Regions from separate parts of the Mus musculus genome. Here all the other regions are linked to region 2. A link is a contact called in public ChIA-PET and promoter capture Hi-C data. All regions are on one chromosome and are shown on one strand. The core of a region is the stretch at or near the end of the contact, and the rest is flanking DNA. Distances in the headings are between cores, read along the strand shown.

Region 1 (2,700 bases), core at 192-2,691, 320 kb after region 2:
ATTGAAACCAATAATAATAATAATAACAACAACAGCTAATAATTTTGACCCATGTTAGCTGCATACACCTTTAATCCCAGCACTTGGGAGGCAGAGGCAGAGGCAGGTGGATCTCTGTGATTTGGAGACCAGCCTGCTCTACAGAGTGAGTTCCAGGACAGCCAGGGCTGGGCAGAGAAGCCCTGTCTGAGGTGGGGGGGGGGTGAGTGGGTGGATTATGCATTAATTTAGAATTTCACTCAATGTGTTTTGAGCATACCTTGCCCCTTTCTTGCTCCTCACCATGCCCCATCTCCTCCCGCAATGTCTTCTCCATTACCCTACCAAGGCCAGCTAGTGCTGCCCAGGTATTCTTGGGTGTGCTTTATTTTCTTCTGCTACCTATTAAAACATTACTACCTATCTTTAAAATGGAAAATTTTGCACCATGGTCATTTAAAAAACCAAAATCTTAAGTCCCTTTTGATTGCAGGATTTATTAAATGACATAGGGTCATCATCTTATGCCTTGACTTCATCTACTCTCTCTAGTGGTTTGGTTTGTTTTTTTATAAATAGAGATTGCTTTTAAATTCATAAAATGAAAGATAATTTAAAATATAAATACAGAAATGATACAAATATGTATGTATTAATGTTTGTATATGGATTTGTTGCTGTTCTGACAGGAATTTTTTAGTAACTAATGGGAATAGGAAAACAGTCCTTCTACAATTTAACATTCTAATATTGTACAATCCCGAAAGGCACTGTCTATCTGTATCAGGGCTTTTTAAAAGTAGCTTTCATCGAGCCCCAGTGCGGGCAATATACCAGACCAAACAGTGCCACCGAGATGCTGGCTGGGCACCTTTGTAGTACAGCCCTATGTTTACCCAGTGTTTAATCCACTCTTGTATGTCATATGTCTAGAGGAGTATGTGCTGACTAACATATGTATTAACTTCCCAGACTTCACAACCAGGGCAGACCTGCCTCCCTCAGCCTGTCTCTTGTCTTACCACAGTTATTCCTGTGAGCATAGTTTGTGAATCTCTCAAAACTTGATGAAGTCTTTACCTGAATTGAAAAACTACAGCTAAGAAAGCAAAGCACAAAACCAAAACTACTCCCTAGGGGGGAAACATTTTTTTTTTAACGCAGAATCACAGGTGGAAAGTTGACGGTAGTTCCAGGACAAGGGGCTGAGCAAGGAGCTACCACAGCGCTGGGGCCTGCCAGGGTCCCCTCTGTTACCCGCGGTTTCTCCATGGAGAGTAAAGTAATTCTGAAAACCTGAAGCAGAACTGCAGTATCAGTAGTACCAACCGTGTGGGGACTTTTCTATGATTTAAATGTTAAAACTGATGATTTGGAGAGAGATTTGAGGAACTGTAGTCTGCATACACTTTACTCCAATAGCTTGTAAGTTGGTAATTTTAATATTTGCACTTCCTCTTGGGAAATGGCTTCCTTGAGTCTTTGGTCACAAACGGTGGCTCTGAAATACTCTCCTAGGTGCGACCTGCCTGTGATTGGTTCTGACCTAGCTGTAACATGCAAGTGCTTCTTTACTTCCCAGAATCAGATAGTAATTCACAATCAGATTCAGAAGGCTCAGAAGACGACGAGGAGAAAGACCAGGAGGAATCAGATAGTGACACTGAAGGCGAGAAACCTGCCGTGAACCTGACCCAGACAAGCTCCTCTGCCAAAAGCCCTCCCTCCAGTCTCACAGCGCACTCAGCACCTCACCTCCACATAGGAAGCCCCCCAGGCTCTGCTCCTGCTGCCCTGTGCTCTGAGTCCCAGCCTCCTGCTTTTCTTGGCACTTCTTCTTCCACACTCACTTCAACTCCACACTCTGGTATCTACAGTTTATTTTTATCGATGTAACGTAACAGTCAGACTGCAGCAAGGATTGCTATTTGCACAGGTTTCTGGAGACAGTCTCGTTGTAATCATATACTGTGTCTAGATTTTAACCCCTGAGCCATCTCTCCAGCCCCCAAATTATTTATTTATTTCTAAGGGCTTTAGTGTTTTGCCCCTGGAACCAGAGTCACAGACAGTTGTTAAGCTGTCATGTGAGTGCTGAGAATTGAACCCAGGTCCTTTGGAAGAGCAGCCAGTGCTCTTAACCAACATCTAGATTTTAAATTGGCTAAGAAATGTGTATTTTAGAAGATTTAATCCATTGCCCGATATTTTAGATTTTTCCCCGTGATTTCTATTTTAAGATTATAATTAATAATCCCTCTTGATTTTTGAGTCCTTACGTTTTTAATGTTCATCCTTTAGTTTAGAATTTGATTTTTTTTTTGTGCTTTAGATGAAATTACTTGGACAACTAAATGCCCACATGCTCACTGTATAATCTAAATCATTTTTTGGAGTGAATGGCATTCTTAGTCAATAGCATATGATCTCTTTGTCTCTTTGATTTATTTAAAATTTGTAGGCATTTTCATTAAAAAGTTCCATTTAACAATCCAATATTGATACTCTGTATTCTCACTAAATAACTAAGAAAGCATGAGTTTATTTTGCTACTGTTTTGCTCAGTTTACTCTGATTGACATCTTCTAATCTTTGCTTTTATTTTCAATAATCAAGCATGATGTACTACTCATTTAATAAATGTTGGTATTTGTGAAGCCTATATTTTGCCTTTAAAATGTACATATAACCACAATCCTCTCCTGTGCGGTTTTAATTAAT
Region 2 (2,792 bases), core at 124-2,623:
TTTATCTGGGTTGAGCTTTCATATATCTCAGGCATATGGTCACAATCTCTGTGAGTTTACATGTACGTCTGCCCAGTCGTGTCCAGAAGACAGTTTCCTTGATGCTATCCACGAGCTCTGACTCTTACTATCTTTCTGACCTTTCTTCCTCAAAGATTCCTGAACCTTGAGGGGAGGGGTGCAATATGCAAATCCCACTTAGGGCCAAGCCCTCCATGGTTTCTTATTTTCTGGACATTGACTAGTGGAAGGTGTCTATTAATTGCCATTTACTGTGAGGAGACACTTTTCTGATGAAGGTTGAGAGATACGCTCATCTATGGGCAAAGCAGTAGGTCTCTAGGAATTACTTTAATACTATGGCCATTTAGCAGAATAATAGCATTGTGCTTCCCCTTAGGGACTGCAATCTATTTAGCCACAGGTTCTTGGCACAGTGCCAGGTATGGTACTGGCGGGACTTAGATCCAATCATAAAATGGTTGGTTACTTTTGTGACATTCATCCAACTACCACAGCAGTACCCATATCTTGTTGGGCCCCATCATTGCTGTACCTTACAAGGTTCATATCTGGATGAGATAGAGGTGTGTGCTGTATACACGAATGGAGGAGAAAGAAGTATTTCCTCCTACATCCGTGTGCACAGCAAGCACTTCCCGGAGCGAAGAAAGCTAAATGGGAGAGTTGAAGCTTCCAAGTTAGTGCCATCTTGACCACCTTACCTGACTCAGCGATGTGGTTTCTTCGGCCACAGGGGCTTACCAACAAGTTCTGAAGATAGCCAAGACTATTGGCACTGACCTGTAGTTCTTGGGGCTTTATGAGATTCCATTGGCAACAACTCAAGAAGAACCCGTTTTTGGTACTGGGGTTTTATTTGCTAGGTGGTATCTATCTTCTTTCCCTCTTGTAAGGTAACTCCATTAAAATTTTCCTCTCTCCCTCCCCCCTCCTTCTCTTCCCCTTTCCCTTCCCCTCTCCTCCCTCCCTCTCTTCCTCTTTCCTTCGCTTCCTTCTCCTGCCCCATAGAGGCTGTGTTAGCTGTCCCATCCCATATTCCTTCCTTTAACTTGTGCTTCTACCCCCATCCCAGTCAAACCTTCCTGTTCCGTTATTCTCCTTTACTTTCGATACAGTAACTAGTGGCAGAGATATATTTTCTAAGAGGCATAGTCCACCAGGAGGGAATTGTGAAAAGGGAGATTACGGTTGCTGACACCACCTTCATTAAATAACCAAAGTCCATCAATCTTTGTCCCTCTGTATGATTCTTGCCAAAAGGGCACAAACAATTCTACTAAGAAGAAACATCAGACGAACCCAAATGTGCTTGTTCCTGGATAGGGTCCTAGAACAGAGATAATTGTCAAATGCCACAAGTGCTATGGATTAGTCAACAGTGCTCCACCAATGCTCTGTCCTGGTTCCTATCCTTGCACTGATGTTATGTAAGATGCTAACATTTGGAGAAGCTGCCGCAAGGATTACGGGAAGTTCTATTTATTTTTGCAACATTTTAGAAAGTCTGAGATTACTTCAGTTCAAATGAGAAGTTTATCTTTAACGAAGAGAAGTTGGAGTCTGCGGTGTGTCCGCCGCTTGGGGATCTGAGCGTCCCAGCAGTGCGACCCTGGGCTCCACTCCCCCGCCTCGAGTGGGAGGCGTCGCAACTGAGCTGGGAGCTGCGCACCCGACAAGCACCGCCCCCGGCCCGCTCTCGGCGCCGCGCAGTCATGCCCCACGCAGCGCTGTCCTCGCTCGTGCTGCTGAGCCTCGCCACTGCCATCGTCGCCGGTAAGCTTCCCCTGCCGCGCCCCGGAGAGTGCAGAGTCCCCGCTCCCACCGATGGCCACGTGCCTCGTCCTCCGACCATCCCGCAACCATCTCTCAGGCTGGGTGGCTTCAGAGAGCCAGACCCGGGACAAAGGCCAAAGCAGAGGACCCCACTTCCACCGTGTCTGTATCCTCACCTCAGACCCCCCAAGACGGTTAGCTCGCTAGAGGGTAGAGGAACTGTAGAGCCCTTCAATGGGTGGCAGTAGGGAAGGGGTGAGGCCTGGGGGTGGAGGGAGGAAACAGGCCCTGTCCCATGGCTAGTGGGCAAGTTGTTAAAACAGGAAAAGAGTTCAGCCACATAACCCCTGCATCCAGAGGGAGGAGAAGCCAGGCTGGGATCTCACTACAAACACTGCGATTTAGAGAAACCTTTGGTCGGCTGATATACAGTGACATCTGAAAAATTAGACATAATTAGTCTTGCAAAATGGCACACACACACACACACACACACACACACACACCCCGAGGAACACAGACAATTCCACCGAGCATGTGTTTTTCTTTAAACAGGCTTTCCGGGGAGGCACGTCAAAATATGTTAATGGGGAAACCCTGGGGGAGATTTCCTTCCAAAAAACACTACCAATCCTACCAATCCTTTCCGAGAATGAAAGAGCAAAGTAAACAAGAACTAAGTGGACACTTGTGTGGGCTTCAGTAACAGGATTATGCAAGGGATTTTTTTTTTCCTCCACTGGATTTCACTGCATTTTAAATAAATTTCTGTGTGAAATCGGCTGACAGCGGGAGATATTTTAAAGGCCCTGGGTGTTGAAGACCTAGCACACTGAGTTGCTCTGAGCTTGCAAAGCTCTTTTCTTGGGTTCCTGTAGAGCAGCACGGATGACCAGTCGGGCTGTGTGCTGCCTCTCTGAGAGCAGAAGCAAGACGTACTTTAATTTTATCTAAGGCTGCACTAGAGCTTCCTCGAAGTCTGGACCACCTCTGAG
Region 3 (2,700 bases), core at 39-2,538, 270 kb after region 2:
GTGTGTGTGTGTGTGTGTGTGTGTCTGAACTGAGATTTTTGGCAAATTAAAAATAAGGACTGTAGTTATAAAAATAAAAGTTTGTTTTGTGAGTTTGAACTGAAAGTGTTGGTGTGGTGTTATTAAAAATGCTATAGTTACTTTTATTTACTCATTTTCCTTGTACAACGTGTGGCCATTCTAGCATAGACTTGAGAGAATACCAATTCCCCTGTCAGGATTTTACATCTTAATAATAACAGCAGCAGCAGATGTTACAGTAGATCTTGGCTACTTTTTTTTTTTTGCTATAATAAATTACCTTGACTAGAGTCACTTAAGAGAGAAAAGAGGGGCTGGAGAAATGGCTCAGCAGTTAAGAGCACAGACTGCTCTTCCAGAGGTCCTGAGTTCAATTCCCAGCAACCACATGGTGGCCCCCAATCATCTGTAATGGGATCTGATGCCCTCTTCTGGTGTGTCTGAAAACAGCTACAGTGTACTCATATAAATACAATACATAAATCTTAGAAGAAGAGAGAGAAAGGAGAAGGATCCATGGTGTGTGGGGAACCTAGGGGGAGGAGCTTGAAGCAGTGTGCTTGTAGTCAAGAAACAGAAAATAGCTCACTTCCTCTTTTCTACTCAAGTACAATATTAGTTTAAGATGCATAAATAAGAGTACACACACCTAAGATGTTCCCAAGAATATAAGACATGTACTGGCTACTTTTTGTGTCACCTTGACATAAACTAGAGACATCTGCAAGGAGGGAGCCTCAGTTGGAGGACAGTTGCCTCCGATAGATTGGCCTTCAGTTGAGAAAATGCGCCTACTAGAGTGCCTTGTGGGTAAGATTGTGCGAGTTCTGCCCCTTTGTTTTTTGTTTTGTTTTATTTGATTAATGGTTGATGTGTGTGGACCCATTCCACTTGGGGCTGTGCTACCCCTGGTCAGGTGGTCTTGTGTGGTCTAAGAAGCAGGCTGAGCAGTTCAGGGGGTGAATGCTAGAAGAAAGCAGTCCTCCAAGGCCTCTGCTTCAGTTCCTGCCTTGAGTTCCTGTTCTGACTCCCCTCAATGATAGACTGTGATCTAGATTTGTAAGGCAAAATAAACCCTTGACTCCCTGAGTTAGGTTTAGTCAGGATGTTCTATAGCATTACAAACCCAGCTCTACTCATATAAGGGTCCAGATTGTTAGACATATTTATCCAAGTTCATGATTGTAGTCAGATAAAACATGCCCAGTGCAGTGACGGTTGGGGAACTGACTTCTTCCTGTTTTCTGTTGTCACTGTACCGAGGATGTGGGCACAGAGACCTTCCTCTTGGGTAGTCAGATAAACGCTGAGTTTTGAGGGACAGTGAAGAATCTGACGTGTGGGTGTAAGGCAGGGGAGGGAACACAGGCCAATGCAATAGGGCTTAAGGTAAGGTTTTGGGAATGGAGTGAATGAGCTGGTAGGTGACTCCAGCTGTGGTCGTAGTCTGCTTGGAGAATACGCAGTTTTGAGAAGCTGAGGGCATAACTTAGTGAGTTCAGCGTGCACTTGGCCCTGGGCTCAGTGCCCTGCAGTGTGGAAAGGAAAATCACAAGAGCCCCAGCCCAAGAAGCTTGTGGTTCTTTCGTGACTATGGGGAGGAGTAAGGTTGTACCATCACAACGAGTCTGTACCAAAGATGAGGAGAAGAGGGGTGTGAGATGACCAGTCAGGCAAGAACAAAACTGGAGAGAGTGACGTGATACTGACAGCACCAGATGGCTGCAGTAGATGGAGAGAATTTGATTCATTTTGGTAAGGTTTGGTTGTGCTTAGATCAGACGCATCCACATTAGTAAACTTTAGTGTGTGAACGGATTCTGCCGCTATTTTTCGACTACTGTGGTATAAACTTTCCTGCGAAATAGTCTGCTTACCCTAAGGCTTAAACTAGAAAGTGTGACAAGGGAGAGATTTGACTACCTTACAGGTCTCATTTTAAAGTTTTATCTGTTTTGATTCACTCTTTTCAGCTATGGAGCTTAGCAATAAGTAAATGTGTAATATTCACAAAAAGAACTAAGAAAAAGGGTTTTTGCTCCATATTAATCCCTAGTATTTATGAAACTTCGGGAAAAGTTAAGAATCATACTCTGCCCTAAAAAGCAAAACAAGGAAAAACCAGTAGTTTAATTGAAGCTCTTACCTTACTGTCTAGGAAAAAGCAAAACAAAACAAAACAGATTATTTTTCTGGTTCTCTCCCCAAAGTAGTAGCTTTTCCTGAATGGTGAAGCTTGAATCCATTTGATGAAAGGTGTACATTTCATTGAAAATTCCTTATTTCTGTCTAGAGTTCAGCTTTTCTATGAATTTATTCAGCCTCAAGTTTTCTCGGGTTCTTGTATCATCAGGTTTATGTGTTTAGCGAAAAATGTAAATTCTGCAGCCATTCTGTCTATACCTTAAGATATCAGCTCTGTGTCCTCCAACCTCTCCATCCAAGACGATTACTGAGAAAGTTGGAACCTGCTATTCACCCATATGCCCTCAAGTCTTTGCTGATAAATGTGTATTCTCATTTTTTACTGATGTCTCTTCAAGTTTCTTAATACTATTGAATAATTCACTGAGTCTCTCTCTCTCTCTCTCTCTGTATGTGTGAGCGCGCACACACAAGTTCCATGTGTACGCATATGTGTTTGTGTTTCTTACCTATGCCATTTTTAATTTGTTCTGG

Evidence for each region. Promoter capture Hi-C pulls out the DNA fragments that hold promoters and counts their contacts. ChIA-PET counts read pairs in DNA pulled down with a chosen protein or histone mark.
Region 1: a contact with region 2 is called in a promoter capture Hi-C map of hematopoietic stem and progenitor cells, with 2.7 times the contacts expected there. The contact joins the enhancer-like site here to the promoter of Cd302 in region 2. A contact is called at or near these places in 4 of 39 promoter capture datasets (HPC-7-derived erythroid cells, hematopoietic stem and progenitor cells, hippocampal neurons and 1 more) and 3 of 9 other capture datasets (adipose tissue, liver and macrophages).
Region 3: an RNA polymerase II ChIA-PET map of memory CD8 T cells shows a contact between it and region 2, with 20 read pairs. The contact joins the enhancer-like site here to the promoter of Cd302 in region 2. A contact is called at or near these places in 3 of 39 promoter capture datasets (liver, macrophages and pre-B cells), 3 of 115 datasets of contacts at active chromatin or transcription factors (embryonic stem cells, large pre-B cells and memory CD8 T cells) and 3 of 9 other capture datasets (adipose tissue, embryonic stem cells and liver).

What each region holds. Positions count from the first base shown.
Region 1 is chr2:59,958,967-59,961,666 of GRCm38.p6, reverse strand. It overlaps Baz2b (bromodomain adjacent to zinc finger domain, 2B), which reads left to right. Exons shown (of 36, transcript NM_001001182.3): 10 at 1,562-1,846. Among named protein-coding and RNA genes, the nearest start is that of Gm13572, 77 kb to the left of the region's middle. Within about 2 kb of position 1,441, at least 24 of the 459 cell types and tissues checked have an H3K27ac peak or open chromatin away from gene starts, as enhancers often do. A contact at or near this core is called in hematopoietic stem and progenitor cells, where this site is marked.
Region 2 is chr2:60,283,065-60,285,856 of GRCm38.p6, reverse strand. Cd302 (CD302 antigen) reads left to right here and starts at 1,373. Exons shown (of 6, transcript NM_001290660.1): 1 at 1,373-1,797. The coding sequence starts at 1,737.
Region 3 is chr2:60,017,924-60,020,623 of GRCm38.p6, reverse strand. The region is part of intron 2 of Baz2b (bromodomain adjacent to zinc finger domain, 2B); the gene reads left to right. Among named protein-coding and RNA genes, the nearest start is that of Gm13572, 18 kb to the left of the region's middle. Within about 2 kb of position 1,288, at least 140 of the 459 cell types and tissues checked have an H3K27ac peak or open chromatin away from gene starts, as enhancers often do. A contact at or near this core is called in adipose tissue, macrophages and memory CD8 T cells, where this site is marked.